2 separate regions of the Zea mays genome follow, and region 1 is linked to region 2. A link is a contact called in public Hi-C data. All regions are on one chromosome and are shown on one strand. The core of a region is the stretch at or near the end of the contact, and the rest is flanking DNA. Distances in the headings are between cores, read along the strand shown.

Evidence for each region. Hi-C and Micro-C count contacts between places; a contact is called where the count stands out from the background.
Region 1: a contact with region 2 is called in a Hi-C map of ear, with 1.8 times the contacts expected there. The contact joins the promoter of LOC103629835 here to the enhancer-like site in region 2. A contact is called at or near these places in 2 of 25 Hi-C or Micro-C datasets (ear and tassel).

What each region holds. Positions count from the first base shown.
Region 1 is chr6:115,785,107-115,788,709 of Zm-B73-REFERENCE-NAM-5.0, reverse strand. It overlaps LOC103629835 (berberine bridge enzyme-like 27), which reads right to left and starts at 2,199. Exons shown (of 1, transcript XM_008650934.4): 1 at 339-2,199. The coding sequence starts at 2,133. The coding sequence ends at 484.
Region 2 is chr6:115,482,608-115,486,102 of Zm-B73-REFERENCE-NAM-5.0, reverse strand. No RefSeq gene overlaps it. Among protein-coding and RNA genes, the nearest start is that of LOC103629826, 11 kb to the right of the region's middle. Within about 2 kb of position 1,647, at least 15 of the 20 cell types and tissues checked have an H3K27ac peak or open chromatin away from gene starts, as enhancers often do. A contact at or near this core is called in ear and tassel, where this site is marked.

The DNA of each region.
Region 1 (3,603 bases), core at 950-3,449, 300 kb before region 2:
AAAAGAAGAATAGTTAGCAGATAAGATGACGGAGTTGGGCTGGCATGTTGGTTTGTCTTTGGGTTGTGGCAGGCCCTTCCCTCCTCGGTGCGCCGTTGGTCCGTAGTTGCTGCTGTCGATTTTTCTCTAGTTTAGGAATCACATTTTTCTAAGTGTTTTTTATTTTTCTAAAGTAAAATTAGTTTATTTTTTTGGGAAATTAAAAATCCCATAAAAAATACGGTTACCAAACTAATCCTTAGGGTTAGTTTGGGAACTCTATTTTCTTAAGAGATTTCTATTTTTACAAGAGAAATTAATTTATTTTTTATTAAAAAAATAGAAATCCTTCGAGAAAATATAGTTTCCAAAATAGCCCGTATTCTTATTATAGTACGTACGTATAAATGTATAATAATATACCACTCGATCTTCTTATTTTGTGCAGTATGTGCATATGGTTGTGACCGCAAGTGCGTCATTTTAGTGGTAATGGACACTCAACTAGTTGCCCGGCACGAGCGGTGGTATGCTCTGCTCATTCCTGAAGTAGTCGTCGGGGTCAATCTCAGCCTTTGCCACCGCAAGTCTCTCGTAATTGTCCACGAAGTACTTTTCGCCCCAGACCTTGCCGGCCTCGTAGCTGCTGATGTTGTCCACGCCGACGACGTTCTCACCGAGGTCCAGGTCCCTGTAGTTGAAGTACGCCTCCCTCGGGTTGGAGCTCACGTGCGGCTCCATGAACGCGTACAAGTCCCTGACCCACTCGATATGCGCCGCCCCATCCCCACCGGCGGACCAGACGCTCACGTACTGGATGTTGTACAGCACGCCGGCGCGGTGCGGGAACGGCGTCGCCGGCTCCGGCACGGCGCCGACCTGCGCGCCGTAGGGGTCCAGGATCATGAGCCCCGCGCTGGGCTGCGCGAGCTTGCCGAAGATACCGTCCCACGCGCGCCGCGGGATGGCCTGCCGGACGTAGTCGGACGTCATCTTGGCGTAGGTGCTCAGGGAGGTGGTCCGGTTCAGGATGTCCTCCACCGTCGCGCCGCTGCCCAGGAAGAAGTAGGGCACGGTCTCGATCCAGCTCATCTCCCGGCAGTGCGTGCGGTTCATCCCGAGCTCCGGGAACCGGCGCCCCATCACCGGCACCAGCGCGTCGCACGTGCCGAGGTACAGGGACTCGAAGGTCGCGCTCCGGTTCTGGAGGAGCGCCCTGATGAAGAGGTCCTCCGGGAGCGCCGGCGCGACCTCCTGCCATCTGGCCACCACGTCCAGGGCGGCGCCGTCGCCGGCGGCGACCGGGATCCTGAACGCCGTGACGGTCGGCGGGACGGGCACGAGCCTCACCTGCCACGACAGCACGACGCCGAAGCTTTCGCCGCCGCCGCCCCGGATGGCCCAGAACACGTCGCTCCCCATGCCGGCCCTGTCCAGGAGCCTTCCCCTGGCGTCCACCAGCACGGCGTCCAGGACGTTGTCGCTGGCTAGGCCGTACTTGCGCAGCAGCGTGCCGAAGCCGCCGCCGCTGAGGTGGCCCCCGACGCCGATGGTCGGGCACAGGCCGGCCGGGAACGCGAGCCGGCCGCCGCTGGCCTGCGCCACGGCGTAGTAGAGCTCGCCGAGCGTCGCGCCGGAGTCCACCCACGCGGTGGAGCTCCGCTCGTCGATGCGGACGGCGCGGAGGCTGGACAGGTCCACCACGGCGAACGCCTCCGGGCGCTGGGACCTGTAGGACAGGCCCTCGTAGTCGTGACCACCGCTGCGGACGCGGAGGCGGACGCCGTGCCGGCGGCCGCACGCCACGGCGGCCTGCACGTGGGACGCGTTCGTCGGCGTCACGATCCACAGCGGCCTCACCGTCGCTGGCGTGAAGAACCGTGGGTTCCTGATGGATGACACCAGGACCGAGGTGAACGACGGCGAGCTCTGCGCGAAGACGAGCTGGCTGGGGATGCTGCCCGACAGGCATTGGGGAAAGTCGTCCGGTGATGCGTTGGAAGGGATGATAATGGCGTAGAAACACAGGAATGTCAAGAGGAGCACCGGCGCTGAGCTCCTGGTCCTGGCTATGGCCATCTTTGCTTCTTGCGGCGTTGTGTCATCGAGCTCGATCCACGTATATACGATCTCAAACCCCAGGAGCTGCGACATGGAAACACGTGCTGTGCTCTCTTTCCTAGAAACGTTACGCTCGTCGCTGGTGGTGTTCTAGCACATTACGCAAGGGGGAGGAAACGCACGAAAAGTAAATGGTCAAGTATCTAGATCGCCTCCCGACGTACGTGGCGACGGTTGACTGGTGGGTTGAAGTCAGCTCTTTAATTGGAACGGTTTAGGGTTCGACTGACCACAACCTTCTTATCCTCTACAGTACCGTATGCAAATTAAACGCCATTATTTCAAAGTGATAAACATTATATTATCTTTATTGTAATACACCAAAAAAAGGCAGGAAATAGTCACATTAGTCGCATAAAAAGAAGACGCAGAAATTTTATTGTTTTTTTAATGACATGGCTTTCATTAAATCGGTTCACATATTTGAAACTTAAACGGTAAACAATAACGTTAAATCATGTTTGTATAAGTCCAATCGTAATCAGATATTACACTAGAAATTTGTTACCGACCTATTCAACCCTATGTAGACCGTCGGATATAATTGTGTGGGGCCCACTGGACACCGTTATAAGTTATAACCGTTACCCGGGTTAAATGTCTATGGACTTTGTCGGCCGTCGATACAAGCTTTATCTTCGATGGCCACCGTCGAAGATAATCTTATTTTCAACCTTTTAGAACCGATGGACCATTATCATCGAACATATGATCTAAGCCATCGAAAATAAATAATATCTTACGGTATAGGACTTATGTCCATGGTTTAGGTCGTCGAAAATTTACGATTTACTGTTATGAGAGGAAGTGTAGTGCATACGTATATATTACATGTCCTTTTTTGTGATGATGTGCATACTGGAACATAAAAAAGACGTCATGAGGCTACTGGCTACACCTAAGGTGTTGTTTGGTTCATTTCATGCGACAGCAACGGGATTGCAGTGACATCCCAGCGCTATCCGATACAAGGCAGTTGTTACCTGGCTTTGTTTGTTTACAGCACGTAGGATCCAAGCGAGTCAGCGCAGTCTGAAAACTCCGTAGACGAGCGATATCACGATTGCAAAGGCGCGGAACCAATACCGGGTGAAGCAATAACGCGCGCGTCGAACCAAACGGTGAGTGTAGTGATTTGATGCCGCTGTGAATGGATACGGGTTGAAAATGCATGAACCAAACACCTCCTAAGTTGTTAGGTCGTCGCAAATTTATGATTTTACTGTTGTGAAAAGAAGTGCAGTGCATAGGTTTATATTACATGTCTTTTTTTATGATGATGTGCACTGGAACATAAAAAGGCGTCAAGAGGCTACACCTATCTAAGTTGTTAGGTGCTAACCTAGATATTTAGTAGTAAGCATCTATCTTGAGAAGCAATGAAGCTGTCAGCTTGTGTCTACCCTATCTAGCACCAGAAACAAACATATGCATCACACTATTAAGTTAGGAAAGAATAGTGATTTATAGTATGCAGGCTTATGAATCATTGTTGTTTAAAGA
Region 2 (3,495 bases), core at 398-2,897:
GAAAAGGCAGAGGCAAAAGACAAGACCTGCTTGTTGTTCACACGTACCTTCTAGAGGCCGTGAAGGCGTCTTAGTCGTCCTCCATCCTGCGCACAGCAGCGGGCTCTGAGTCGTCACTGCCATCGCCAAAGCCATCCTCGGAGTAGGGGCTAGGGATGGGTAGGAGACGTCAATGTCACTCCAGTCGGCACCGTAGAGCACGGAGGTGGGACGCACATGGAGCAGGATGACAGTGTCCCCGGAGCCACATCGCGGACCAATGTGACACGGTCGCTGGCGCATCCGCCTCCTCTACCGCCCCCGCTTATTTGTCCCCGGAGGGAATGGAACAAGCATCACTCAGGAGTGCTGCATGGGAGGAGAGAGTGGCGGACCCTGACGACAAGAGAGATGAGTCCTCGTGCCGCAGGCCGTGACGGAGGGCAGCATGAAGTAGATCTGCCCCACACCGCCTGGACCCGGCCTCTCGAACCCTGTCCTGTCCGCATCGCATAGGAACCAGTCGTTGTCATGGGATCTAGGGATCACATCAATGAACCAAGTGCACAGGCAGGACCAGCGATCTGCGTGGATAGAAAGGATCCTAGCTCCATGGCGAGTGATCCATGACAAAGAGGAGAGAAGAAACACAGAGATCTTGGCATGTGCATACCTGATCTAGATCGGAGTGGTCGGGATCGGCGGCCGGAGCGAAGGCGGAGATTGGGAACAACAGAACAAGCGTTCTCTGGAGGCAAGACGTTGAGAGAGATGGCAGAGGAGAGCGCACGGCATCCGGTGGCATGGGACGAGGGTGAGGATGGGGTTGGCGGCGACGAAATTGGGCAAGAGGAGGCAGGGGGCGAATCGTGATGACTTCAGGGCTGGGGCGGCGGGATCGGGACGCGGGGGCAGAAAATTGGGTGGGCAGGATCGGACGACTGAGATTGTAGAACTGTAGAATGTACGGCTGAGATCGCAGAACGGCAGAACGACAGGCTACCCTTACAGCTTTAATAAGTAGTAGAGATATGATGTGGTATGGCCAGTCAATGCAGCTCTGCTAGCTAGCTTTCACGTCGATCAAATATTATAATTGATTGAAGTCGGCAGCGCACCGCGTTGCCTTTAACCCGTTGGATCAGCCCTGCTCCGCATAGGCGCTTATCTTAATCATTTCAATCCAGCATACCGTATTGTGCTCTAGGTCTATATATCTATCTATTCTATTTTATTCTTATCCAACCTGTTTGGTTGGTTTCTCTAGGCAACCTGGCTGTGTGAGCCAGGACCGCTGAAGCCTAGCTCCACAAATGCGATCAATCGGCTCGTATCTAGTGAGCCTGGCCAGGGTGCTTTGAGGATCGTGCGAGCCTGGATCCAAATATGCATGTAGGCAACCAAACACAGAGCTCGCACGCGTATAGCCTGGTTCACAGCAACCAAACAGCAGCTACCCACGTCCCACGATACAAAGCACGCGCAGATGCAGGCAACCAAACACACCCATCATGAATTCATGACATGACAATAAATATAAGGAACCAAACGCACCCATCATGAATTCATGACATGACAATAAATATAAGGAAGCTGGGCTCAATGACTGGACGAAGGAGACAGGAGCCCAACGGCCTGTGTGGCTACGCTGGAGTGCTCTGCCTGACGGCTTTTCCTTTCACAGGCCGCACGTCCTCTCTCTGGGCCTCATATGGGCCGGCCGCGCGCACTCAGCCGTTTAGAAATCCAGAGGACCTGCGACGGAAATGTAACCGTTGGAAGTTGGAACTGCCAGCTCCCGCCGACCCGCCCTAGCGAGAAAATTTTACAACGGTTATGGTTCGGCTATGCAAACTTAACATTTTTCTCGTAGATTTTATTTAAAAAAATCAACATCCATCGTAGCAGCCGCCGAGGATGGTTCCAGAAGAACAACGTCGACTCGGGAGCAAGTTTGTACTCGTTTTAACTTGCATTGGACAATGAAATCAATTGTAATTTTGATAAAAAAATCGATAAAAATACGATGGTCGACGTGGAAAGAAAGAAAGAGGAAATTAATAGAATAGGATCGAGAAGCTAATCTAAGTGAGAGTCTAGGCGGTCTCCTTATTTATTAGCGCGATATAATTAAATCAGGTCCTACGAAACCGAATGCAGAAGGAAGCCGAAGATCAACTGCTCGTCAGTCAAGATGTTTGTCATTCACGACGCTGCTCATGTCGTGATGGTGCCCGCCGACACCACTGCCCGCTCCACCGCCAATCCCAGGCCCACCTCCAATGCCTCCGCCAGCTCCGGCGCCGATGCCACCTCCACCGCCTGCGCCAATGCCCGTGCCGCTTCCTGCGCCGAACCCGCCTCCTGCGCCGCCGTCGAATCCACCGCCCATGCCGCCGCCGAAACCACCGCCACCGCCCAGTCCTCCTCCTGCCCCTCCTCCAAGTCCGGCTCCACCACCAAAGCCGCCTCCGCCTCCGAAGCCACCCCCAGCTCCACCCCCGATGCCTCCGCCAGCTCCAGCGCCGAACCCGCCACCAGCTCCCGCGCCACCACCAAAGCCGCCTCCGCTTCCGAAGCCACCACCAGCTCCACCCCCGATGCCTCCGCCAGCTCCAGCGCCACCGCCTAGGCCGCCTCCTGCTCCCCCACGGGCACCGAACCCACCGCCTAATCCTCCTCCACCGACACCTCCTCCAAGTCCATCACCTCCACCAATTCTCCCTCCCGTGCCGCCTCCCGCTCCAAAACCACCCCCACCAGCACCACCAGCTCCTACTCCACCACCACCTCCAAAACCACCGCCGCCACCAACTCCTACTCCACCACCACTTCCAAAACCGCCACCGCCACCAGCTCCAACCCCGCCTCCACCTCCAAGCCCCCCGCCGCCACCAAGGCCAACTCCACCACCAGATCCTGCACCCGCTCCACCTCCAAACCCTGCACCACCGCCAATGCCGCCACCTAGACCACCACCACCTCCTCGCCCAGAGCCACCGCCGCCGCCCAACCCACCCCCTGTGCCACTTCCTAACCCACTTCCTGCACCACTACCGATGGCACCACCGGCGCCGATTCCGCCTCCGGCACCACCTCCTACATCGGCACCGCTGCCACCCTTACCATGTTTCTTGTCGCAATCCTCGGCTCTAACCATGCCAGGCCTCCACGCCACAGGCTCTCGCCGTGCGGCAACAGCGGTCGCCGCCCACAGAACGGTCAGCAGCAGCAACGACATTGCCTGTTGGTGGCCCATGGAAGGCAGTCTAGGTCTAGCCATGGCTTATTACAAACTCAGCTACGGAATGGAACTCCGTCCTGCATCTGCATGCTATGTGAGGGGAAAGCCGGGTATTTAAACGCGAGATCGACGACGTGCATGCATGCTGCCACGGACATGGACATGGACGCCAGCTTCGGGGGTGTTTTAATTGGTGGCGGATGAACGGCGAGCGTGGGATGGTTGATTTAAATGTACCCGCGCTGATTTGCTAAAGCCGGTTGGTTCTTGGT